Regions from separate parts of the Mus musculus genome. Here region 1 is linked to region 2. Evidence: chromatin contacts called from public HiCAR-type data. All regions are on one chromosome and are shown on one strand. The core of a region is the stretch at or near the end of the contact, and the rest is flanking DNA. Distances in the headings are between cores, read along the strand shown. Region 1 has its middle 29 kb from the start of n-TLtaa3. Region 2 overlaps Utrn (utrophin).

Region 1 (2,700 bases), core at 153-2,652, 140 kb after region 2:
AGCTGCTAGCAGAGGAAGATCTACGTTGTAACAGCCCCTGGAGCCCTTACTTTTAAGAATGGAGAATACTCCCTCCCTCCTTCTCTTTTTCCCTCCCTCTCTTTCTTCCCTCCCCTGTCCCCCACCCCACCCCACACCCCCGGTTCCATGTTTGCCTATGAAGCTCATACCAAAGATGGAAACAGCTGTATGTCCCCGGTCACAACTCACCTAGGGTACTAAGATCATGTCTGGATATCACCCTGTGACATTTTTCAACCTACCTTCCTCCTGGACACCAGCTCTTCCCACCCAAGCCTGTGTATTTCTGAGAGTTTATTCTCTACTCCTGGCCAGGGAGTGTGTCGCCCTCTGTCTTACTCTGGGTTTCTATTGGTGTGAAGAGACACCATAACCAAGGCAACTCTTATAAAGGAAACCACTTCATAGGGGCTGGCTTACAGTTTCAGAGGTTCAGTCCATTATCATCATGGTGGGAAGCATGGCAGCATGCAGGTAGATATGGTGCTAGAGAAGGAGCTAAGAGTTCAACATCTTGATTCACAAGGGGCAGAAGGGGACTCTGTTCCACACTGGGTGTAGCTTGAGCATAAGAGACCTCAAAGCCCACCTCCACAGTGAAACACTTCCTCCAACAAAGCCACACCTACTCCAGCAATACCTACTAATAGTACCACTCCCTATGGGCCAAGCATTCAAATGAGTTTAAGGGGTGGGTCATAACTATTCAAAACACCACACCCTCCTTTGGGTATTTTTTTTTTTCAGGATTTTTAGGATTTTTGGAGGATTCCCTCTGTTTTCTGATAGGCTGAAGTATGTGGTATAAGGCTAAAGTTTTCTCATTAGCTTGCTATCCTGAGGGAGAAGCCTGCCTGGGATATAGATCCTTCAATGAGTATGAAGCTGAGGAACAAGGGAGACAGTGAATCCTGAAGCCTGGGATCTCTGTGATCCCCAGTGTCTCCCAGTCTTTCCTGGATCTCCTGCCGACGTTTGTAACTGGGCAGCCTCAGCTTAGCCTGGACTTCAACACATTCATATGGTTTATGAGGGGTTCTAACAACACAGAAAAGTCTGGAGTAGTGAGTGTGTGCAGGGCTGTGCTAAAGACAAGCCTTAAAGAGATATAGCTGAAGGAACAGTACTGGGGGCACTTGTCCCTGGAAGGGTGGGAAGTTAAAGGGGCAGGGTGGGTCCTAAAGAGATATCTCTTCAAATAGCAAAGAAACTTCATGTTGTGAGAGTGATTATGTGTGTTGTGTTGGGCTCCATGGAGATGAACTGGAATCTGTGATAGGAAAGTCCTGGAAACAGGTTTTAAGTCAAGATGTTGACATTCTTAACAGTCCAGTCTGTCTGGAAATGTGATGACCTGCACTGATACTCTGTTTTCTGTCTCTCAGAAGGGATTTTGGTGACTCACCAGAGCTAGAATGGGTCCAAATGACTCACTGAACAGTGAGGTTTTGTGTATGTGTGCGTGCGCTTGCGCATGCCTGTACATGTGGTAAGTGTGTGTTAGTGTGTCTATGTGTATACATGAATGAAGTGTGTGTGTGAAGTGGAAACTTAAGGGTATTTTGGAAAGTTGGTTGGATGGTATTTTGCTGGGGCAAACACATGAAGGAACATTTAGCTGAAGCACACACAGGTGAAAGACTAAGGCAGGCTCGTGAAGAAATGTTTGGCTGAAGAAAAAATGTTCTGCTAAAGCAAGCACATGAAAGGACACGTGATGAAGGATTCTTTGCTAACAACATCCACCTTACATGGCATAGTTGAGCTGCATATGTCGGGACTCCATAGAGAGAAACACACCAAAAGAACTTTTGGTGGTGTGCTGCAGTTTCTTGCCACTTCCTCAGACTCAGGCTGATTGGCAGAGTGATGTCAACTGAGACCAACTTATGTTCTGAGGCAAGACCCACGGAGGACTTGTGATGTATAAATAGGACCAGACTGCCCGTGATAGAGGCCGAGCTTGGCTTGCTCACAGAGCTAGCTGTGCAATGCTGGTGGATCTCACATCTTCACTTCCCTGAGAGGCACAACGGAGAACTTCTCCTGGTGTTCTTCCTGGTCCCTCCTGCTGACTTGCCCAGAGGCTGAGGCCTGGCTGTCTCTGCTCGGTTGTGAAACTGGACTGCTGGTGTATCTGTGATGTCACTGTGAGTGGATTGAGTTGCCGCTGCCTGCTGACCTGTGAACTGAACTACCGATTTCCAGACAACACAGATGGGAGTTGCTCCAAAGAACCTTTCTAAACAGGTCCCCTTTCCCCATATTTTTTTCTTTCCTACTACCTCTGCTGGGTGGTGGGCTAAAAGGGAGGCTAAAGTGCTTAAGTGAGGTGTGCTTGAGTGTACAAGTGCATGCATGTGTGTGTGGTGGGTGTGTGTGTGAGCATGTGCAGTGTGTGTTCATGTGCATGTGTGTGTATTCTCCCTTTGCCCTGCTAGCACACAGGTCCTTAGATGTGCACACAAACCTTCCACGACTGAGTCAGCTCATATACTCCAACTAGTTTCTTCTGCTTTTCTTTTTCTTGTCAGTAATGGAGAACAAAGGCATGACTTCATATGTGCTAGGGAAGAGTTTAACTGCATGAAGCACATCCACAGTGATTCATGCAGGTATTCAAATGTAATCTTCAATTACTTTTAGCTATATGAGGATACAAGCTGTACCATTATTTTT
Region 2 (2,700 bases), core at 164-2,663:
GCCTGTGCAGCACTGGTAATTTTCTAGACCATCACACCAGGCAAGTAAGTCTTGTCTACAGGCATACTGAGTCGTAAGATGAATGACAGGCAATCACCAAGTAGGGCAGGGCCACATCCAAAGGAAATATAGGGTTAGTCAATAGTGAGTCTCTTAAGGAATTGTAAACTCTGTGACCAGTACACAAGTATACACACACATGGACGCCTTCATGACAACATGTGTGTGCTCTGTCACGCACACACACACACACACATACACACACACTTAAATGAAAATGTAATTCTTAAAAAATGTCACATGGGGTCAGCTAATAGCTCAAATGCTTTTATCCAAAATCATGTTCAGCCAAGACTGAAAACCTGAATTCTGTCCTCAGGACCCATATGGTCAAAGGGAAGAAGTGATACAACACATTGTCTTCTGATCTCCATGTCATGTGAGCACACACACACACACACACACGAAATAAAACAAAACCTAATTTTTTAATTAAAAATAAATCAATTAGAATTTAGGCAAAAGGAGGCAAGCAAGAAAGAAAGCTAGCTAGCTTACAAAAGTACCACCAGAGTATCCTAAAGATGGTGGTCAAGAATATAGAGAATATTTTATTGTTTATTTTTTCTCATTGGTATTTGGGAATTAATAAAAATTGAAATGTCTTTTTAAGAAGAGGACATATGAGGCTGAAGAGATGGCTCAGCAGTTAAGAACACCTATTGCACTTCCAAAGGTCCCAAGTTCAATTCCCAGCACCCACATGGTGGCTCACAACCATCTGTAATGGGATCTGATGACCTCTTCTGGTGTTTCTGAAGACAGCTACAGTGTACTCATAAATGGAGGAGGAGGAGGAGGAGGAGGTGGTGGAGGAGGAGGAGGAGGAGGAGGAAGTACATACAGCTCTTAAAATAATTAGCTCTGTTGACATGAAATGAGTATCAAAACCAATGGGTAGCACATGGTTCAGCTCAAGGAAGCCTGCAGTGCCTCTGGTAGTACTCACAAGGAGATGAACCATCTCCAGGGGGATGGTGCTCCCAGCTGCTCTGACCACACATTCTGTAGCATCTTCTTTTCCAGATCCCATTTTTATGACTATTAACTCCCAAGATTCAAGGAGCAGAAAACAGCAGAGCACACACATCCGTGTCCCAGACTGTTTAAAGGGCAACTGCATGTGAGCAGCAACTCACACCAGAATCCAGGCTCCATGCTTCACAGCCCTGCCTCCTGTTCAGTGGATATAGATTTCGAGTCTGCAATTGTTACCCATGGGAATTTGTCTTTTCAAAAGGAGGAAAGCAGAAACATGCATTTTCTGCATTTTCAAGTTTGCATATTCTTCCCCTAACTGCACTGATGAAAGAGCTTCTGTAATTTGTAGTCTCTCGGCTCTGCCAGATGAGCAGCTCTGAAAGTGAGCCAAAGAAAGCGCAGGCTCCAAGTCAGGACACATTGCCCAACAGCTTCCCTGTCTCCCCTGGGAGAGCCACATGCAAATCAGACTCCAACAACTAGAAAGTCCAAAACTTTGTTGCATGGTTTTACACACCATGCAACAGTCTCAAGAGGGCTTATTTCTATTTGGAAATGTGTAGCAGAGAGCAGGGAATTCACAAATTAGTGGTGCCTCATGGGTTTTTGTTAACATTCCTGCACAGCTATACTCCCGGACACTACAAGGCAATGATGACCAGGGGTGTTTAATGGATAAAAACATAAAACACAGTTCCTCTTAAAACTGCCCCCAGGTTTGCCTGAGGCCGTAAATAAATGAGCAGCACACCCAGGAGCGAGCGTTTCTTAACCCTTTATGCAGCCAGTTTCTCCTTTGCTCTTCACCTCTATAAAACATCAGACCATGACTGGCTGCAGTGTGAACTGCCTTTCAGGACCCCAGGGCTCTGAAGCATTGTGGACTCGGGCAAATTAACAAGCACTTCCAGCTATATACATCGATAATAGGCAGACATCTGCTTGGGAAGATACACCAACATGAAACATACACGTAAGTGTCCTCCGGTGAGGGAATTGTTTTTAGCTTCTGTATAGCCACATATACTTCCTAGGAAAAGATAGTTTTAGATCCATATCATTCAATATGATCAAGCCCTTCATCCTTAATTAAGGAGACAACTAAAAAATCATGGAGCTTTAAGTCAAGTTTAAGTTTTTTCATTCCCTGTGAATTAAGTAGTTGAGGGTCAGGATGAAGAATTCTACTGAAAGATGGAGAGATAGCTTAGCACTGGCTGCTCTTCCAGAGGTCTTGAGTTCAATTCCCAGTACCCACATTGTGCCTAAGGCCCCTGAAAGAGCAGCAAGGGCTCTTAAGTGCTAAGTCATGTCTCCAGCCTACTCTTTTCATTTTTAGTAAAAACAGTAAGAATCTCAACCTATTGTATCTATTTTCATGAAATAACACTAGGTATTTTGTACTCAAAACATTATTATATTTTTATTTATATATCTTTATTATTTTATATATTATAAAATTAATATATTATTATATATCTCTTTCCAATAAAACTGTCTCTAGCTGTTTTCTGAACATATAGTTTTAGACATATTTAAAAAAATGTCTGTGTTACTGTCACTCATTTCTTTAGTAAACTGTCTTAGTCAGGGTTTCTATTCCTGCACAAAAATCATGACCAAGAAGCAAGTTGGAAAGGAAAGGATTTATTCAGTTTA

Evidence for each region. HiCAR-type assays count read pairs that join an accessible place to other places.
Region 1: a HiCAR-type map of fibro-adipogenic progenitors shows a contact between it and region 2, with 4 times the contacts expected there. The contact joins two enhancer-like sites. A contact is called at or near these places in 2 of 115 datasets of contacts at active chromatin or transcription factors (embryonic stem cells and fibro-adipogenic progenitors).

What each region holds. Positions count from the first base shown.
Region 1 is chr10:12,892,154-12,894,853 of GRCm38.p6, forward strand. No RefSeq gene overlaps it. Among named protein-coding and RNA genes, the nearest start is that of n-TLtaa3, 29 kb to the right of the region's middle. Within about 2 kb of position 1,403, at least 41 of the 459 cell types and tissues checked have an H3K27ac peak or open chromatin away from gene starts, as enhancers often do. A contact at or near this core is called in fibro-adipogenic progenitors, where this site is marked.
Region 2 is chr10:12,756,963-12,759,662 of GRCm38.p6, forward strand. All of the region lies in intron 2 of Utrn (utrophin), which reads right to left. Among named protein-coding and RNA genes, the nearest start is that of Utrn, 100 kb to the right of the region's middle. Within about 2 kb of position 1,414, at least 43 of the 459 cell types and tissues checked have an H3K27ac peak or open chromatin away from gene starts, as enhancers often do. A contact at or near this core is called in fibro-adipogenic progenitors, where this site is marked.